Regions from separate parts of the Triticum aestivum genome. Here region 1 is linked to region 2. The links are chromatin contacts, called in public Hi-C maps. All regions are on one chromosome and are shown on one strand. Each heading gives the region's core, a stretch centred on a gene start, on an enhancer-like site or on the middle of the called end of the contact. The rest is flanking DNA. Distances are from core to core; before and after follow the strand shown. Region 1 holds the start of LOC123111748 (proton pump-interactor BIP103). Region 2 holds the start of LOC123111747.

Region 1 (6,747 bases), core at 632-3,131, 350 kb before region 2:
AAGGAAAGGAACAAAGAACATAATAGACAGAGCTCCCGTGTACAGAGCATTTTCATCTCACCATGAACCAGACAACCAAATAATCCAAACATCTACTCCCTCCGTTCCATAATATAAGAGCGTTTTTGACACTAATGTAGTGTCAAAACCACTCTTATATTATGGGACGGAGGGAGTACCATATAACTGAACCTAGGCTAGATTGAGGCGCAAATCACAAGGCATGCAGATTATGAAATCATGACCTAATCAAAGACCACATCACAGGAACATGAATCAAAGACCACAACCAAATCTACTCAATGCTTTTTCTGCAAGGAAGAAAAGGGGGGCCAATTTGGTTCACATAGGGAGTCTGCAAACTTGGGGGCAACAGGTCTGGAAGAGGAACTTACTATTTATATGCAAAGTGAGAGGGGGCATTATACGAACAGTAGACACAGTGGTTATAGTTGTTTTTATGTTTTGCCATTTCTGTGATAGTCGGAAATTTCTAAAAGTTGTCTAACACAATCTTGGTCTGGGTTGAGTTGAAGTTTTACAAGGCAAGTGCACATGGGTTTGGGTGCATATGTCATAACCCAAGGCTCGCGTTGTGTAGCCAAGGTGGTGTTGGACACTAAACAACTGGTCAGGTAAATGCAGGCCACTCACCACATTGCAGGACACCAAGATGATGGGATTGCATGGAATTGTATGTTTATGGTAATACTTTATGAAAACATAGTTAATTTGGTATTTGTGTTGTGTTGGTTTCTAGTGGGGAAAACATGCAGTTTAGTGAAACCAAGTTGGCACGTAATTTAAACTGAAAGCAATCAATCAGCATAACCATTGTCCAATTAGAGAAATGTTTTTTTGCGCGAATACAACTAGAGAAATGCTTGACTGGGCTAATAAGAAGAGTACACTTGAAATCATAACTACTCCTAGCTAATTTGTGGTGCCAATACTAGCGGAATTGGCTGGAAATGGAAACATAAAGGCTAAAGCGATAAAATGGATAATTATCATCAAACAAGCTCATGCTTCACTTCCCATCAATAGATCTATTTCTTCCAAAACAGTGAAGCACCTTTCTATCCATGACGATAGGGGAATACTATAGGTTACCCGATCTATGTGTCAAAATGAGTGATCCTAACTCAAGTCACCGCACGCACCCACCAGGCACTCCAGGTTGCCGTCAGCTGCAAGTCTCGTCACTACAAAACACTATAGTACAGATCGCAGCAGGCTGGACCTCCTCGTGGGGGCAGGTAATTCCGCATCGGAAGCACCGGCCGAACCCCGAACCCAGCTCCATCGCGGATCCACCACCCGGCGTGGTTCACGAGGCATCGCGGATCACAAGCCCGTCTCCTCCATCCAGCACGCAGTCCAAGTTCAGGCGGCCAGGTGATCTAGATCTACGGAGCTAGCCGCGGCAATTCCCACGCGCGCATCATCATCGCATTGCCTGGCTCCCGGCACCGCAGATCGCAAAACCAAACCAAGCATGATACAATCTAAGGAAAAAAAAAACACGCATCAACTTGCACCAGCGCATCAGATCACGCGCGCTTCCTACTCTAGGACACGGATCGGAGAAGATACGAACGGGGTTCGAGTAGGCCGGCAGCCGAGCGGGGTCGGGAGCTCACCTGGGGAGGGCGGAGCGGGATCGGACCGGGGCCGCGCTCCGATCTGGCGGCGGGGCAGCGGCGGTGGGGCGGCCAAATCTGGATGGGATTTGGGAGGGGAGGGGGGGTTTGGGCTGCGTGCCCAGAACTGGAAGCGGGGTTATAAATACGGGAATGGTTTTTTCCTTCTATATCTCGTCTCCTTCTTTCGCCGGTTTTTGTCTGGTTGCTATTGGTGGGAAATTACCGGTGCGCTTCCCCCTTCGCACCCGGCGTGCTCGGCCGCATGGGGAAAAAATCCGACGGACGGACGGACGGACGGACCCAGCCCAGGGCGGCGCTGCGGTGTGCGTCAGCTGGATGGAACGTGGTGCGAGTGGCGGGTCCAGCTGTGCGGATAATCGGATAGAGGCTGCCGGTTGGGAAGCGTCCATAAAGTTTGAGCGAACGCGACCTGGATCCAGTGTCACGTTTTTGTGCTCTTGCATTTCTTCTCGAACAATGATTCAAATTACTGTATACTCCATTTCAGTGGGTCTCCTTTTTTAGCTACGCTTGATTTGTGATCCAAACTCATTACTACTAGCATACAATTCTTAGCGAATCAAAATTTTAGTTTGACCTTCACAAACCGAGCTTTAATAGCACATTAACTACCAAAATCTTAGCGTTTCAGTGGCGGATCCAAGGTTAGAAGTTAGTCGGGGTGAACTTTTAAAGGAACGGAAAAATCAAGGCAACGAATGCAATCAAATAAGACAATCAAGGAAATTAATTGGCCAAGAACACGCATCCCGGCAAGACGATCAACGCAATGAATTATTCAAAGTGGTTTCATTCGCAAGAACTAGAAAAAGTATAACGCAAGAAAGGAGTATATAAAATCAATCTAACTTGCACTCATGCTGACTGAATCTTCCATGCTTTATCCCAAAATGTCTATTCTTGAAGTCAGTTAGGTACTTGAAACAAGTACACAAATCAAAATAATCTAAATCATGGCATAACATGACACTTATATTCAAACAAAAGATAAGACAAATTAAAGAATGATAGAACCCAAGAGGAGAAAATTAGAGGGCAGTAGAAGAACCTGCTCTTTGGTGCATGTGTTGGCTGATCACTACCAGTTTTGAACGGGACGTGTGGCAGTGGCGATGTTGCCTACGGCGTGGAGGACATCGATTGGGGGGGGGGGGGGGGCTCCGTTCTCCTCCATTCAACACCATTGGTTGGTCGAACGTAGGAGGCGATAGTGGAGGGCGTTGCGTCAAGGTCAAGGTGGCGAAGCAAGAGCGGAGGGCGAGGACACTTGATCGTGTGAGGATGGATGAACGATTTCAACATCACATACACGGACATGGATAGTAATGTTTGTTTGCCTGCCCTTCATGATATGGTTACATAAAACATCATCATAAAATTACACCTCGGTCCAACACTTCATAAGAAGCACCCTGAATAGAAAATACATATTGCAATCTGGCCCTCCTTGTAACGTCGAGTTGCGGCCCCGATCCCGCGCCACCAGCGTCGGGACAACACCACTTGGGTAGACGAGGTCATCACTGCTCCACCGCCTAATCTCTCTAGAGGTGACATCAACGAAAGAAGAACCACAACTCAGTTGCCTCCTGTCGGTGTCAAAATCGGCAGATCTCAGGTAGGGGGTCCCGAACTGTGCGTATAAGGATCAAAGGTAACAGGAGGCAGGGTACACGATATTTACCCAGGTTCAGGCCCTCTTAATGGAGGTAATACCCTACTTCCTGCTTGATTGACGTTGATGAGTATAGGGGTTAGAAGAGTTGGTCTACCTCGAGATCGTAATGGTTAAACCATAGATGTCTAGCATGTATGATTATTCTGCCCCTACGGGCTAAACCCTCCGGTTTATATAGACATTGGAGGGACCTAGGGTTGTACAAAGTCGGTTTACAGAGAAAGGAAGATGCAAAATCCGAACGCCAAGCTTGCCATCCACGCAAAGGAGAGTCCCATCCGGACACGAGGGAGGGCTTCTGTCTTGTATCTTCACGGTCCATCAGTCCGGCCCATATCGCATAGCCCGGATGCCCGAGGACCCCCTAGTCCAGGACTCCCTCAGTAGCCCCTGAACTGGGCTTCAATGACGATGTATCCGGCGTGTAGATTGTCTTCGGCATTGCAAGGCGGGTTCCTTCTCCGGATACTCCAAAGCAGTCTTCTGCACATAAGGGTTGTATCATTCTCATTCAAATCTACTTCTAAGGCATGTGAAGTACCAGTTGTGGACAAATCCCTTGGCAGAGTATCAACTTGAGATTCTTCTTGACCCTGCTTACAACCCTAAGCTATAAAAGCAACAATACTTAAAACAAAATAAGTCACGTCCACGGGCAACCTTTTCGGCGAGACGTTATGTTCTGGCCTGTTATTATTCTGAACTATTTTACAGCCCCCGTTTCGCGTTTCGAGGCACGGTCATTGACACGTCTTGTCAAAGCAGAGATCGTGTCCCCTTATCACGGGATTCTCATCAATGCGGATTTGGGTAATCCAACCATGCCGTTCGCACGTCTCCTTGGGAATAGGTGAGGTTTAAGGCTTATGAGGGGGCGCTTGATATTCACTGCCTCTATAAGAGCACAAAGACCCATCTGTTCACCTCACGCCTTCTTCTTCCTCTGCCTTTTCGTCCCCGAGCTCCAACGCCCAAGTTCTAAACTTTCCCTTCGCCCCAACTTCTCCAGCAATGGCCGGATCCGGTTTCCAGGGCAAGTGGATGGCCTCCTCTGTAATGGAGAAGGACATCAAAGATCTACGCGAGGCGAGGTACCTGATGGCGGAGTTTAAACACAGGCTTCCAACCCCGGGGCAGGTCATCCCCACCCGGGAGCCCGGTAAGAGGGTGGTATTTATCCCCCACTTCCTCCGAGGACTTGGGTTCGCCCTTCATCCCTTCGTCTGAGGTCTCATGTTCTACTACGGGCTGGATTTCCATGATCTGGCCCCGAATTCCTTCCTCCACATCTCGGCGTTCATCGTCATGTGTGGGGCATTCCTCCGCACCCCCACACTTCGGCTTGTGGCTCAAGGTCTTTAATGTGAAGCCGAAGATGGTCGAGGGCCAACATCCGAGTGCGGTGGCGCCATGGTGAGCAAGCTCGACCATGTTACCTGGCCCAAAGGGAGATTTGTGGATACTGTCAAGGTATGGCAGCAGGAGTGGTTCTACATCACCGAACCCCGCGGCACCAAGTGGGCCGCTGCTCCTGCTTTCAGATCTGGACCTCCTCTGCGGCTCACGTTCTGGACCAACAAGGGTCTAGACTGGGGATCACCTGACGAAGTATCGACGCTGCAAAAGCGCATCAAGAGCATGATAGCAAAGGACATCATCCTTGCTGATGTGATCCAGGTGATGCTTATCCGCCGAGCTCTTCCCTGCCAACGACGGCATCTCAAAATGTGGGAGTTTAATCCGGAAGGGCCACGGACCTTGCAGCGATTCTTCAGCACGACGCACAAAGGGATCTGGAAGCTGCTCTTCAAGAAGCAGAAGACGTGGCCAAGGACGTCTGACGACACCGGCATCGACTGCAACAATCCGGCATCTTCGGTAAGTATCATATTTCTGAACATTACTTAGCTCGTTAATCTTAGGGAGAGGTACTAAAAATTCCATCTACTGAATAGGGCTGGATAAAGAAGGCGGAGCGGATTAAGTATCCGGCCCCTCTCCCCGAAAACCCAGCCGAGCCTCTGTTGATGAGGATGCTGGTCCCGATGCCCTACCAAGCGCCGGCGAAGGACAAGAAGAAGAAGAGCAAGGAGGCCGAAGGTGGCCTCCATCACGAAGATACTTCGGGCACTATGTCCGGAGGAACCGAGGCTCCTTCCTCTCAGGAGGGAGACGAAGACGAGGACGAGGAGGAGGAGGAGGAGGAGGAGGAGGATGAAGAGAACCCTCCTCTCAAAGGGAAAAAGAGGGCGGCCTCCATAGATCCGAAGGAGGGATATCCCTCTCGGATGATTCGGATTCAGGCATCGAAGCTGTCCCCAAGCACCGCCCTCGAGCCAAGCCCCTTGTCGAATCGTAAGTACCTTAGGATGCCTTACGTACATCCAATCTTTTTATAAATTATAAGAATAATATCAAATTTCATGTTTCAGTCCGGCTCGTGACATCCCTCAAGAATCATCGTCATCGGGGGATCTTTCGCCGGAGAAGAGGGAGAGGGAGACGCCTCCACAAGCTTCCCCGCCTCCTAGGGCGGACGACACCGAGGTGTCGTCCCAAAGGATTTCTCCGGGCTTCGGAGAAGTGCGGGAGGGGACCAAGACGGCGCCAGAGGATAATGCCTTGGCTGCCGAGAACATGAGGGGCACAACCCTCATGGAGACCGGCGACGGGGGTCCTGGATCATCCAATTCCCGGCCGGATACTGTTCCGGAGACACAAACGGTTCCAGAATCGAATCAGCAGCCCCCCTGCGGGAGGGGGAGACGGCTATTCCGGCGGCGACCTCTACTAATGCAGAGGCGCCGAACATGCTGATGGATGCTCTACAAAGTGCGTCCGTCTTGGAGGAGCACCGTACCTTGATGGGTATGGTGGTTGAGAAGGTTCAGTTCACTAAGAGCGGACTGAATGAAGCCTTCACGAGCCTACTAACAGGCTTCGAGGTATGCGATGTAATGTCTTTAGCCGCTTTCCATATGAAAAATCTGCCTGTATATAGATAGTAGCCCCTGAGACTCTGTTTGGCCAATGAAGGAGGGCGAACAGAGGATCTATAGCACTACAAAAAAAGACACATCTGTGACATTTTGGGCCGAACGAAATTTTTTTCTGTCATGCTTATGACACTTCTATGACGATAACTGTGACAAAACCCGGTATCATCATAGATGTGTTGGGCTCCTACTTCTATGACAAAAAATCATGACAGAAAATGGGCTTTTCGTCCTGGATGGGCTGGAGACGTAGCTGCATGACATTCTTTGGGCTGTCCATGACGGAAAAACCATAGTAGAAGCGAGGGTGAGGAAAATTTCGGTGAGTTCCCGGTTACGGTGGGTGGTCGGGGGCCGAGCAATGTGCATTTCTCTCATACACGTACGCGCGTGTGTGCGAGGCGTT
Region 2 (6,765 bases), core at 2,616-5,115:
ATGACAAGATCAAGGAGTTGATTATGACAAGATTGTCTTATCATAATCAGTTCGGATTAAACCACAATTACTAAATATTTCAGTTATGAGATATAACAGATGGATGTCAAAATGATTCCCATGAGATGGAAATAGAACCAAGGTTGTATATTTGATACAGTCCAAGGTAATCTTCTCGATCCAAAGGATGCTAGTAAGTATGCAAACTTCAAGAGATCCAGTAATGATCTGAAGCAAGCATAGTGGAGTTGGAATCTTTGTTTTTATGAACTAATCAAATAATATGATTTCATCGATAGAAACAAAGATACTTGTATTTACAAGAAAGTAAGCGGGAGCATGATAATTTTTCTAAACACTACGTGTGCATGACACATTGATTGGAAATTATATACATTTCTTGACACAAATTAAGACTTTATTGAAACTATTTTTTCAATAAAGTACTGATGCAATATAGCCCTTGTATTTGGAATTATAATCTATGAATATATTAGTGTCTAATCATGGCTTAGCCAAAATACATATTGACAAAGTACTTAAATAGTTTGTATGAAAAATGCCAAGAAGAGTTTCTTGTCAAAGTCAGATGGAAGGAGTTCTTAGCAAGAATCAGTATCTTGAAATACTAATGAGTGAAATACATGATTTCAATCACACTTGTGTTAATTCCATGGTATGTAAATAACTAGATATGTCCAAGTACTCCAAGTAAGTTGTGAGTAAAGTTACTAGAAAGGTCAAATTATTGATCATTGGACAATAGTGGAAATGTTGTTGACTACTGACAACATGTTTCTCGCATACGGAGAAAATGAAGAGATTGGTATAAGGAGTTTACATCAATACATGCTTGATACAAGTAGTACATCGACAAAAATGTTCAATCGGTGCTCCAAGCGAATTTCGATTTCAATTAAATGATTTATGGTTGCATAGTAAGTTGGAATTGGTCCAAGTAAGTTACTGTGGTGAATACTATAATAGAAGGCTAAGTATATTTTCGCTTTAGAAGCAACATAGAGGGTGATGAATCAAAGGTTCATTTATGAATTTAGTATGGTTTCTAGATGATTGTGCAAACAGAAAAATGTTCTCATATAGTGTTCTATGGCACAATCTAAGGAATGAAAGGTCTTGCCAGTGATTCAATGTATACTAAGCTTGCTTCACATAAATTATGAATTTATGTGAAAGCATGATGGATGCATTGAAATGCAAATGATACACACGGATCTGAAGTTGTCATTTTTGATAGGGCGAAGTCTATACCACAAGCAAAGCATGGACGGACACCGGATTGCCATTGATGTAAAAGTTAAAAGTGCTAACTAGATTATTGACTCTAGTGCAAGTGGGAGACTGTTGGAAATATGCCCTAGAGGCAATAATATTTGTATTATTATATTTTCATATTCATAGTTAAGAGTTTATATTCTATGTTATAACTGCTATGATCCTGGAATATGCGATTCAGTGGAAAACTCATATGCATGTATGGAATGATAAATGATAAATAAAAGGTTCCTAGTGTCGCCTCTAAGACTAGCTCAAGTGTTGTTGGTGATCAAATTTTCCGGATCTTAGAATATCGTTAAGTGTAACGATAGTCCTAAAACAACATTGAGATTATGACGTTGAAAGAATGATCATATTGAATCGACCCAATCTTGTTTATTATCAGTTGAGTTAATATCGTCTGCATTCAATAGTAGCACGGCGATCATAATGACAGCTTATAGGTTCGTAGGAAAGTTTGACAAATGATCGGATAGCTCGAGAGTGGGATTTGCTCCTCCAATGATGGAGAGATTTTCTTAGGGCCCTCTCAGTGTGACTACATCAATCATCATCTGGCCAGACACACGTGACTTCATCACGGGGATGCCGGAACACAATAACGAGAAAGAAGAACAAAACTGGTAAAGAGGATTTCGGTATAACAAGCATAATGATGACTCGAGAGGATATCGATGCATCCCGGATTTTGTGAAGTATCGTGAAGCAAAGGGAACATCACATGATAACCAAAGGTTCACTCAAATATCATTCATGTGCTCATAGGGACCGATACGGACGTCCACGGTCCTGTTGCCGGTTATTGAAGAAACGGTTTCCTTCATGTCTATGGGTTGTCAAACCTACGAGGCCACAAGGTTAAGGCAATCACGATCTGTTGGGTGTTAGTGGGACGGGAGCCATGATAATATATTTGTGGAATTGTTTCATGAATATTCAGAATAGTTCCGAGAGGATCCGAAAGCGTTTCGGGGTCACCGGAAGGGTTTCAGAGAGTATCGGGTATATATAGGTGGAAAATATTTCTAGAAATGTTAAATTATATATAAAATTATCTAGAGGTATTTACAACATTTATATATTTAATTTAATATCAATGGGTCCAAAAAGGCAAGTGGTGGAGAAGGAATTGGGCCACTAAGGCCCAATAGGGGAGGCGCCCCTTTCTCTCTTGAGGGAGGCCGAATTGGGGTGGGGGAAGGATTCCTCCTCCCCCCTAAGGCCGGCACACCAAGGAGGAATCCTTTCTCCTTGGTGACAGCCCTCCCTCTCCCCTCAAACCTATATATACTAGAGGATTTCCACCAATTTGACACACAAGTTTTGGAGCCTCCTCTAGTTCTTCTAGTTCATGTTCTAGTTGGTTTTAATTGACTAATTAGAGCGTGGATAATCTTCTTGTCCTCACAATTAGAAGCTCAATGTGGTTCTAATCTCCTCCCTCTAATTCTCCGACGACGATTACCTCTGGATGGTGAAGCGCCGCTGGATCGTGAAGGCTACACGCTTGCAATCAAGTGGAGAGGCCATGCTTTTGGTCTTCGGTTCGAGGGATCGTTCATGGGCGGTACGAGGGATCGTTCATCGACCGTTCGAGGGACACCAAGTATGATCTACACCGACACGTTCTTCTTCCGCTGCAACTTGGTGACGGTAACGATCGTAATCCCAACCTGTTATGCACCCTCCTATTGATCATGTGTGATCGTAGGCGCGATTTTTTTTGTTTTCTACTACGTTTCCGAACAATCGCCTCCTTCTTGGAGGCGCTAACGACGTCTCGGCGTTGTTCTCCTTCCTGAAGGTGTTGTCTTGTTTGCTCGCGACATCTTCGGTTCTGGATCTAGAGAAGCTGGTCATCTTGTTGTTGGTTTGGGCTACTTCTCAGGATGGCGAATTTAGTTTTTTTTTCTGTTTGAGCCGAGCATCCCATGTCTCTCTGCTCCGGGCAACATGTTCACGCCTCTTGTGTCTGTGCCATGTGTTGTATCACCTTTTATACTCTCACTAATATCTTTTATCAATAAAAAGATACGCAAGTTTTGCGTATTCGTGAAAAACCAAAGGCGGCGGAAGCTTGATCCATATTGCACAACCATAAAAGCCAAAATCTAGAATATGATGTGTGTAAGGTATATGTCATGTAAGATTGATGTTGAACCACTAAAATATGTAGGACCCTGCTAAGTGCCATACGTTAGGTACGAGCACATGCAACTCCAAATGTTTTCGACCGCAAGTTTAGTGACGTGAAGATAGCAACGTTCGTGCTTTATTTTTTTTGACAGAAACTTGCCGTGTGTCACTAGAAATTGTCAACAATGCATGTCTGGAATTGACATAAAAAACATCAGGACCGGAGTGCCAACCGCCTTACGTGTAGTCACTTGTCATTTTATGTATGCTAGATGCAATTTGTATGGATTCGAGGATAAGAAGTGGGGTCAAATTAGGCGATCTCGCTTGAAGATGCTTTGATCGGGGATATTTTTTTTAACACAGTATTGACAACGGACCCGGGATCTGGATCATAGGGTTTGATGATTTGCCCGGTTGTCTCAGTGGCTAGTGAACGTGGCCCCACCTGTCAATCCCAGGGGTGGGGCAAATCATCAAAGTTAGAAGTAAAGTGTGGGTTAATATCGAATTTCTCTGCTCTGTCCACGCCGCCGGAACCCTTCCGCAGGCAGAAGCTCCTCCTCAGCCCGTCTGCTTGACTGGCGCGGAGTGGAGGGCAGATCCAGCCGGACTGACGATTCTAGGAGCTTCGAGGATGAGGAGCTGGGCTAACCGCCCCCACTCATCCCTTCTCGCCTCTTTCCTCGCGGCCTCTTGCCTTCTCGTGGCCGGATCGCCTCAGGTACATCTCTATCACTGTTACCCCCTCTCCTCTGTTGCTGGATTCTGGATTTGTACGCGCAATTCTTGGTTCGCCAGCTGTTACGATGCAAATGGGTACCTTTTTCGTGTAAAAATCAGTCTTTAAACCGCTCAAATTGAGCAAGTTAGGAATTTTGGGGTGAAATATAGAGCTTTGTTCTGTTTTGTGGGCGGCCTGCGAACCCTAGTATTTCGTACTACAGAGTCCAGACCATGTCACTAGTGTGAGGCATGTGGTTCGTTCTGGACGCTGCTCTGTAAGGTCCAAGCCATCTTTGTATCATCCGGGTGATTATTGTGTCGGTCCTTGCAAGCATCTTTGCTACTGTTTGGGTTTGGAGGCTCAACGCTATGCACACAAAGCGTATATAACCTTGTTTTGCATGAAGAATTTGCTCTGTGACACGTGGAACGCTTGCAATTGACAATTTGTTAAATCAATAGGGGTAGTCCAAATCTTATGCAACGCAAAAGCTAGTTTTATTGTGCATTTTGGGGGGGGGGGGGGGGTGTTATGGGGGCTATACCCATAGTCCAGACGTTTCAGCTGAATGTTCATGAAATCTGAGTTATTGGCAATGCCATATTGTCACCATACTTCCTCGATCTGGCCAGACTAGCAATATTTTTATGCCTTCCATGAATTCTTTCTAGAAAAATGTTACACCCTTAGGGTTCTATGTATATAAACTTTGCTGAAAATTTTGTCTGGAGATGTTATCATCTTTACGAATATTCAGATATTAAAGGTGTAAGCATGTCGTAGCCTACCCAAAGACACATGTTTACGTATTAGACTTACTAGTTGTCTTTGATGTTAAGGTGAATACCTGACTTCCCTGGTCTGACTAATTTGGATTGTTTTTTATGATCTAGGAATTGCATGAAGCATCTGGATCCAGGTACTAGACTTAAGCTCGCAAACCAGTTGCTACAGATGAAATTATGAATGTTTTATTCCGGGCATGTCACACAAGAAATGTCACTCATGTTTTTCTCTCTGTGTCCATGGCAATACAAATAAGGTCCTTACCCAGATCTTTCTTAAGTAATTCATTACTTATAACCTGTTAGAGCTTCTCTAAGGAGGAGTACCCGTGGCCAGGAGACACCAAAGGGCTGACCAGACGTCAGTGAGGAGGCCCTGTAACTGGCACAGATCATAAGATAACAGGGGTATAGGTCATCATTTATGGAAAACTATTGATAACTTGTTTGTACATGATCTCATAGCCTTGTAATATGCAAGACATATACCTAACATATGGAAACTAAGCATACTCATATACTAACTGGACTGTTAACTTGACACAGGAAACTACTCAAACTTGACCAACTTAACTTTATACCACACTAGATGATCCAGATACTTCTCTTATTCTGATCCAAAAGGCAAGGGGCCTAATTGCTCCTTTGCTGCATCCTTTTCCTGCTACTGGCTGGGCCCTGTGGGCCAGCGGTAAGGAATTTCCCACATAACATAATCTTAACACAGGAACACTATAGACAGACTTGTCGACTCATGGGATGTTAAAATGTTCTATGTAGAATCTTGGGACACAATACTGAAGAGTTGTGTGTTTTCACTTGATGCCAGAATTCTTCATCAAACAAAGCCACACACACATGAGATGCATTGTTCAAGGGAAAGGAGCCGTGCAGCTTGGAAAGCTGTTGATGAGGTAGGACATGCAATGTGATTGCTCACTGCATTGGTGCATCCATAATGACATTGCAGGTTAAACACTCTCTTTATGCAGTACTTGATGCCCTTTGTGGAGAAGGAGAAATATGAACTCCCAAGCAAATGCAGGCTTCGTCCTGAAAATGACATGTTTCGGGAACAAGAGCAACATAAGATCCATTTTGATGTTAATGAGTGGCGTTGTGGCTTCTGCAAGAAATCATTTCGAGCAGAAAAATTTATCGATCAGCATTTTGCAAACCGGCACAATAATTTGTTGGATAATGTACGTTCTCACTTTCTATTATCATTGCGCCCATTTATTAATTCCTTAAACAAGTAAATCTGGTACATATGTGTTTACTTAGTAATAATTTTATATACCCTATGCAGTTTTCAGCACAAGTATGATGTTCCTCTTTTTAGGTCTGTTATTTTCGTTCCTCAAAAAAACAGATGCAATGCTAAATAAGATGAATCTATGACATTTCTTGGCCATGCACTTGATGTTCTCATATTAACAAGTTAACTTGTTTGATATATGTTGGTGAATTCAACTTTGTGTACTTATTACCCCCTCTGATCCAAAATAAGTGTCGCAGCTTTGAACTAAGGTTAGTATCTTGAATTGTTTCCTTAGACTCAAGGAAGATGCTTGGCAGATCTTTGTGAAGCACTTCACTGTGATCTGACAATGGAGTTCAAGAAACCAAAGAGTAAATGCAATGCTGCTGCAGCTGCAAGGAACCGTCATCTTTGTGAGGTTCTTATTATTTTGTTTGAACTGCCCTAAAAGATTGCCACTCTTGTAGGCTTGTTGCATTTTTTTTTACCAATGGAAAAGCTAGTCAAATTTGGTTGTTGTACCTGCCTGAACGTAAACACTAGAAGATGATCATGAC

The links. A called contact is a pair of places that touch in the nucleus more often than the background predicts.
Region 1: a Hi-C map of leaf shows a contact between it and region 2, with 6 times the contacts expected there. The contact joins the promoter of LOC123111748 here to the promoter of LOC123111747 in region 2. A contact is called at or near these places in 2 of 5 Hi-C or Micro-C datasets (both in leaf).

What each region holds. Positions count from the first base shown.
Region 1 is chr5B:339,838,127-339,844,873 of IWGSC CS RefSeq v2.1, reverse strand. LOC123111748 (proton pump-interactor BIP103) reads right to left here and starts at 1,881. Exons shown (of 8, transcript XM_044532601.1): 1 at 1,644-1,881.
Region 2 is chr5B:339,489,214-339,495,978 of IWGSC CS RefSeq v2.1, reverse strand. It overlaps LOC123111747, which reads left to right and starts at 3,865. Exons shown (of 10, transcript XM_044532599.1): 1 at 3,865-4,159; 2 at 5,056-5,081; 3 at 5,777-5,861; 4 at 5,940-6,149; 5 at 6,504-6,626. The coding sequence starts at 4,073.